2 separate regions of the Ovis aries genome follow, and region 1 is linked to region 2. Evidence: chromatin contacts called from public Hi-C data. All regions are on one chromosome and are shown on one strand. The core of a region is the stretch at or near the end of the contact, and the rest is flanking DNA. Distances in the headings are between cores, read along the strand shown. Region 1 holds the start of AMOTL2 (angiomotin like 2). Region 2 has its middle 36 kb from the start of CEP63.

The links. A called contact is a pair of places that touch in the nucleus more often than the background predicts.
Region 1: a Hi-C map of liver shows a contact between it and region 2, with 5 times the contacts expected there. The contact joins the promoter of AMOTL2 here to the enhancer-like site in region 2. A contact is called at or near these places in 5 of 16 Hi-C or Micro-C datasets (liver, mixed tissues, omental adipose tissue and 1 more).

Annotation. Positions count from the first base shown.
Region 1 is chr1:255,603,112-255,606,963 of ARS-UI_Ramb_v3.0, forward strand. AMOTL2 (angiomotin like 2) reads left to right here and starts at 2,000. Exons shown (of 10, transcript XM_042236885.2): 1 at 2,000-2,108.
Region 2 is chr1:255,531,529-255,535,238 of ARS-UI_Ramb_v3.0, forward strand. No RefSeq gene overlaps it. Among named protein-coding and RNA genes, the nearest start is that of CEP63, 36 kb to the left of the region's middle. Within about 2 kb of position 1,978, at least 27 of the 54 cell types and tissues checked have an H3K27ac peak or open chromatin away from gene starts, as enhancers often do. A contact at or near this core is called in liver and tail adipose tissue, where this site is marked.

The sequences.
Region 1 (3,852 bases), core at 750-3,249, 72 kb after region 2:
AGGGGACGACAAAGGAAAAGATGGTGGGATGGCATCACCAACTTGATGGACTTGAGTTTGAGCAAGCTCCAGGAGTTGGTGATAAACAGGGAAGACAGGCATGCTGCAGCCCATGAGGTCGCAAAGAGTCGGACATGACTGAGCAATTGAATTGAACTGGACTGAACAATGTACAAACCTTAATTAAAGAATACTCTATTGCTCATCATCTGAGCCTTCAGCAAGTCATAATCTTTTTGCAAGAGCAATACCAAAAATCACACATCACCATAACAAACATAATAAAAGTTGAACTATTGCTGGAATTACCCACAGACACACAGTGTGAGCAATGCTGCTGGAAAAAAATGGTACCGCAAACCTTCAATTTGTGAAAAATGCAGAATCTATGAAGTGCAATAAAACATAGCACACTAAAACAAGGTACTCTTGTGTTTGAGATACAATATTTGGCTTCCAAGTAAATCACACAAACACACACACATTTTGGGGGAGAGTTTTATTAAAAATTAACAATGTCCCTGGCTAGTAAATAGCTCTTTGAACTTATCAAGTTTTCTTGTCCCAATCCCCTCCAGCGGATCTGGCAATTGCAACCTCCACAGTGAAGGGCGGCAGAGAAGACCTGGCTGGGGGTGAAAGTCAGCCCTGATTCTCAGGGTGGACAGGGGCCTGGGCTTTACACATAGAGGTGTTGAGAGACCCAGTGTGGTCAGGGCCCAGGAATGGCACACAGAGTTGGGGAAGTGCCTGCAGGTGGGGAGGGTCTTGCACAGCAGGCTTTCTGGAGAAGGGGTTTCCACCGCTGCAGATGAACCAGCCTAGTGCCAAAGGCTGGGGAGGAAGGGTCAGAGGACAGAATTCCATCCAGAGAAGGAAGAGCAGGAGCACAACAGTGGACCTAAGAGAGGGCCCCTGGCTGACAGGGGTGTGGAGGGAAGCGAAGAAACCAAAAAAGAGAAAGAGCAGATGGAGAGAGGAGAGCTCCCAGAGTCTGCCCTGTCCACCGCAGTAACCTGGATTCTGGTGGCCGTGGAAAAGTTTTGGGAATGAGAAGCAGAGCAGCCCACAGGTTACCTGGCTTCATCACTTACTCTCTGTGTGACTCTTGGCAAGCTAATTAATCTCTCCGAGCCTTGGTTTCCTCATTTATAAGACAGGGATGATAAAAAAAAAGAAAATCCCTGGCAAGATGACTGGAAGGTTGGCGGGATGACCAGGCGGTAAGCGGGTGCTGGCACCCGTAAAGGGGTGCCCCTTACTGCCTTCTTTGGGAAGAGCTGGACAGATCGCCTGGCGGCGGGTGATTCAGCTGGTAAAGTGGGTCAAATTAGCCGGAAGATTTTTCATCCCAGATTCACACTTCCTGTGGAGACAGATCCGGAAAGGGCTGGTGAAGGTGTTTGTAAACAATAAAAGTGCAATTCAAAGGTTGCCGCCAGCGACAACCAGCGAGGCTCCCGGCTGGAAGCAAGAGTCATCTCTTCGCTTGGGGCACGGTCTGGATCGGGCAGATATGGATATATTTCCAGTCTTCTCTCACTGTACAACGCACACACACCAAGCCCCTCTCATCCCCAACCACGTCCAGCAGCAACACCCAGGGTCTCTCTCGAGGGCATGCCACGTACATTCTCGGTGTCGTCCAGCCGATGGAGCTGGAGGAGTGAGAGGAAGGCCGGGTACGGGGCTGAGGGCGGTAAGGGGCCTAGATGGATTCCAGCAGCTCCTAAGGAGAGCGGAGGTCGCTGGCCGGGGAGGGGCGCAGAGAGTCCAGGAGGCCGGGGCGGCCAGGTCCACAGCGCCGCCTTCCCGGAGGAAGGCGGGGGCGGGGAGGAGGGAGCTGGAGGAGGCGGAGAGAGGAGGAGGGCGGCGCGCTACGAGGTTATTTGTGGTTCGCTTTGATCCCGAGGGGGAACCTGAAACTCTCACATTCCTGGCATAGCAGCCGCCTCCGGCGCGGGCCGACCCTGGGGCTGCGCGCTGGGGCTAAGCCGCCAGAACGTCGGCGCCTCTGCCGAGAGCACACCTCCGCCGCCAAGCTGAGCTGAGCCGGGCCGGGCCGAGCCGTCGGATTTGACCGCTCGGAGCACTCGCTGGCCGCAGCGGTAAGAAAGGCCTCTTGGCGCTTTGGGGAGTGTACGGGGCTGCAGAGACGCGCTCCAGCCCAGCCTTTTCCGGGAGAGGGAGCAGAAGCCGAGCGGACCCTGAGTCCTCCAGGAGCGGTGCGCCTTTGCCCGCAACCGGCGCGGCGAGGGCAGCTCCGTCCTGGGGCGCCTTGCAGGTCCCCTGGGAGCTCTCGCAGGCGGCGGGGGTCCGCTGGGGCTGAAGGAGGGGACAGCCCGTGGGCAGATAGGAGTGGGTGTCTGGGAGCACGGATCTGGGAAGGAGGCGCCGCTTGGAGCTCAAGTTGCAGGGCCCGGGGGCTAATTTGGTTCGGGGGTGGGGGTTACAGGTGTCTTTCCTCCCTAACTAGCCCAAGAATTCCTCTTTGTCTTCCTTGGAAAATCCTCTCCGGAGCCACGGTCTGGCTCTCACTTAGAAAGAATGCAGCCTGCCGTCCAGCCCGGTGACGTCAGCGCTGGGGCATTTGGAAAACAAAGAGGGCTCGGGAGGGAGGGGGGAGGCGGATCCACGACGCTTAAAGACCTCTCCGGACCGCGGCTACCGTCGTCCGCTCCAGGCGCTGCGGCAGCCGCAGGGTGCTCGTGGTCAGCCAGGAGTCCGGGTAGGGCGGGATCCCTGGCTGGGGTGCGATCTGACTTAAAGACCCTCGCTTTGGTTCCTTGGGCCGCAGTGAGCCAAGGTAAAGGCCGGAGTTGTGTGGTTGCTTCGAAGCGGGTGTTTCAGAGAGCCCAGCGCGCTAGCGCAGCAGGGGTGCACGATCCGGGTCGCGGGCGCGGATTTTAGTAACAGCTTAGCTGTGTCCATCTGAGAGATCTGACTGAGACAAACAAGGAATGAAAGGCGCGGGAAGTGCTCCCTGCTCCCAGGCACACTGTTGGGGGAGGAGGAGGGCTGGAATCTGTCCGGAAAACTGCATTCCCCGGTCCTCGGCTGGAGTCAGCCCAGACAGTGTTTAACTTAGGAAATGCCCCGTGGATGAAACGCTAGGGCGAATTGATTCCTGTTTGTTTTGCCTCGGGTAACTCTAGAGTCTTGCATCTTCTGTGTGTGTGCGCGCGCGCCCCGTATATGTGTGTGCCCCCTGTGTGTATGTGTGCGCCCCCTGTGTGTATGTGTGTGTGTGGCGGGGGCGGGGGGATAGGGGGGATGATGTGGTCCGGGAAGTCTGAACACCGAGATGTCCTCTAGACCTATCTCTCCCCAGTTCTGGGCAGCTGGGAGGAGGGAGTGGGTTGGGAATGGCTGCTCTGCCAGCCAGCCAAGCCCTAACTGGAGCCGGGCATTGGGGCTAGCTCTGTGGCAAAGGAGGGGCCACATTCCTCCCACTGTCCTCCTATATACACAGGACCTGTGGAGGTGTGGGTTTTGTTTGGTCTTCCCTGAATCCCAGTTTGGAGGTTTGTGTTGGAGAAGGCTGGGGAAAGGAATCCAGGTGAGGCGGGCAGCCTTCCAGGCCATGGGCCACTGGGAGCACAGACTCAGAAGGGAACACCTTCCTCAGGAGACAATCTCCCTGCAGAGTCACCAGCCCCGGGTGCCCGCAGCTCCCGCACTCCTTCAGTCAACTCAAGCAGTCTTACCCATGTAGAGATGCTGAGTGCCCATCCCCTCGTACCTAGAGGACCAGCAGGCGCTTCCAAGGAGCAAGTGTGTGTGTGGCTGGGGTGGTGATCATAAAATCAGAGACACCGTGCCAGCCTTTCTTTTTCCTGGAGCACGTGTGCG
Region 2 (3,710 bases), core at 728-3,227:
GGGAAAGAATGAAGGCAGGAGAAGAAGGGGACAACAGAGGATGAGATGGATGGATGGCATCACTGACTCAATGGACATGAGTTTGAGCAAGCTCCAGGAGTTGGTGATGGACAGGGAAGCCTGGTGTGATGAAGTCCATGGGGTCAAAAAGAGTCAGACATGACTGAGTAACTGAAGTGAACTGAACTGATCCTTCCCTGAGAGTATGAACACAATAGATCCTTGTATAACAGAATATAATTTCTCAGTTGTACCGAGGACTTAATTTCCTGCTCTCTTCCTATTCCAGTGTTTGCTTCTAGATGTTCTCCATTAATTAGGGCCATATTCACAGCAGTTGCGTATATGTGGCAGCTAAGGAACGTTTTGCAATTTTATTACATCATTCCCATTGCTATTAAATTTGGCCATCAGTGGGATCTGTAATGTTTCAGTACGTAAACCTCCATTCACACTCTTGGCCTGGGCTCCGCAAATGTGAGAAACAGACCTGGACAGTGGTACCCTGGTAATCGAGCAGAAGTCAACAAAAAGGTCCACATGAATTGGGCCACAGTTCATGAAAACATTCCCATGAGAGATCATTTGTGATGACAACCACAGCTGCAGGTCTATAAACTCGCCTAAAGGCCTTGGGTCCTACACTCTCAGCTCTCCTAATCAGCTGTTTGCCCTGTTCTGAGTGGATCTCTGGGTATTTAGCATAAGTGCTGTGAGGAGCATCCCTCACACCCTGGCTTGTAAAGGAAAGACAACTTCTTGTTCTACGTCAGCCCTCGCCTCCAGGTCAGGGAATCCAGGCTGTCTGAAATCTGATCCTGGGGGCGCTCTGGAGACTTGCTTCCAGTCTTCCCACTCGTCCTCAGCCCCAGCACTGCTGCTTCTTCTGCCTAACATCCGTGTGAAGGTGTGTCTCTGCTGCTGGCTGGTCTGAGCCCCACCAGAGCCTTACTGCGAGGCCAGCCTGGAGACCCAACTCTCCCAGGAACAGAAATCCCTCCTCCCCTGATGCTCCATGCATCTCCTCAGAGAGTGCCAGTCCCTGTATGGCTGGCTGGCTTCTCCCAGCTCCCAGACATCCTCTGAGGACCTCTTATGGCATGCTCCATATGGCCCTCCACCCTTGCCAACCTAATCCCCAGGCATCTCCATTGCACCCGCTCAGCCATGAGAGAGCAGGTCTCTCTCTCCCTGAACCATGTGGCAGTATTGCGTGGTTCCTTTAAAAATAAATATTTAGTCTGTCTCCAATATGACCCTTTCAAAGTAATCATTTTTCTCAGTTAAAAAAAAAAAAAACAAAAACAGAAAAGACCATGCTCTGATCCAGTTCTACTGCTTAATTTGTCACACATCCAATAATCCACCTGACAGCTTCTCAGCTGCCAAAGATTTCCATTTCAAACTGTTTCTCAGAGCTGGGCACGTTCAGGAGGGGAGGTCAGAACCACACCCACCAGACACCACACATCTCAGGAGACATTCTGGAGCCTTCCCAATGGAACAGAGGCTGCCTGCACATGTCCACACTGTCAGAGATGGAAGACAGGCAGCATGAGCCCCTAATTTTACAGGTGGAGAAACGGGCATGGAGGAGAAATGAGCCAGGTCACTGTGGAGTCAACAATAGCAGGAGCTCTGACCCAGGGCTGTTTTCATCACAGAAGTATGTGGACACTGTTCCCAGGAAACAAGCCCACACTTCTTCGGTAAATAGGAAGGGACTTCCAGGGCTCTTTCATCACTCCAAAAGGGGAATTGTGGCCAGGGAGTATGGGCAGAAGACCTTGGACAATCGCCAATGGAGCTGCCCAGCTCTGAACTCGTTTGGGCCTGGAGCAGAGGAAGGAAGGGAGAGAGCAGAAGGGGAAGGGACAAGATGTTCAGGAAAGTAAAGGAAGGGGGTGTTAAGTAGGCGAAATGCACATCTGATACAATGATACAGAGAGAGCATTTGACACAGCTCCTTGAGGAGAAAGATCTACAGCCCCAATGCAGGCTGTGGAGCATCTCAGGGCAGTTGCCTCAACCTTGGCAACACACTGGAATTAACTAACACACTTTTAAAAATGCAGATAACTAGACCCACCTAGAGACTGAATTGTTTTTTTTTCAGTGCTTCTGAGCAGCAGGATTTGTAAATGCTCCCCTGATGATTCTAATATGTACCCAATGTTGAGATCCAGTTCTTAGAAGAAAAGGCTTCAGTCCATCTCATATTGGGTTCCCTGCTTCAAGAAGAAGCAAATAATATTCAGATAAAAAATACTCAAATCTTTTTTCTATCATGTCCTTAGCCTGCACACCAGGAATTATAATTGTTCTAGCGTAAACTGTCAGGTTTTCTGCTGAGATCCTTCTCCTGGCATCCTGGCCTCTGCTCTGATTGTCAAATCTCCATATCTCAGATTCTCCGAAGTCCTTTCCAGTTCCCAAAGTCCTTTGGTATGTGACTCTATAAAAAAATGTTTAGAATCACCACTGCTGTGGATGTGATCTTTTAAAAAAACTCCATCTTTCTTTTCTAGGCATGACAGAGCAACTGGTACCAGGCTTGACCTCCCACTATTAAAAAAAACTGTAAAATTGGACAAAATATATGAAACTGCTGTTTCCAAATACCAGACAATGGGCAGTGCAGGACAATGGTCAAGGAGGGCTAGGAAACACAGTGAGCCTTATGATTGCCCTGGCTTTCTGCCAGGAGCCGCTTTTCCAGATGGTGGTACAGAATAGCTTTACAGTTTTGCCAAGTCAAGCAAACAGAGATCAGAGTTCAGAGAGGCAGAAATGACTGGAATTTATGGGGCTGAGAGAGGAAAGAACTATGTGAAGAAGGAGCTCCTGGATTTACAGGGTGGCTCCTTGAGTCTATTGCTGAAAACCAAGCTATGAATACTTCGGGTAAAACACCAAGAGGCTATGCAAAGAAGTATTGGGAATCTGTGGTGAACAGTCCCAGAGCTTACACAGAGATACAAGACAGTATAGATCCAGCTGGGAAATTGATTTCACTGGACACCCAGGGCACTCTAGAGGCCCTAGAAGGGTTATATCTTAGTAGCAGAGCTAAAATAGACCTAAAGTAAAGACTACTCTAGACCTGCCTCAACAAATTTAAAAGCATACCTTCAAAAAATTGAGTTGATCCTAAATTCCCCACGTGCATACTGAAACAAAATGCAATATTCTTTAAAGAGAAAAACAAACAAAAATGTCTACTCAGAAAGGCAACTATGACAATGGCTACATGCTGCGTTGTGCTAAGTTGCTTCAGTAATGTCCATGCGACGCTATGGATTTTAGCCCACCAGGCTGCCCTGTCCATGGGATTCTCCAGGCAAGAATACTGGAGTGGGTTGCCATGCCCTCCTCTAGGGAATCTTCCCGACCCAGGACTCAAACCTGCATCTCCCATGTAACTCTTGCATTGACAGGCAGGTTCTTTACCACTAGCGCCACCTGGGAAGCCCTATAACAGTACTGGAGTGGGCAGCCACTCCTTTCTCCAGGGGAATCTTCCCAACCCAGGGATCGAACCCAAGTCTCCCACATTACAGATGGTTTCTTTACCAGCTCAGCCACCAGGGAAGCCCATAACAATACCTAGCATCCCCTAAAAATGTACTAGACATACAAGATGCAGGAAAATGTGACCCATAACTAGAAAAAATTCAATAATAGAAGCATCTCTAGAAAAGAAATTTTGG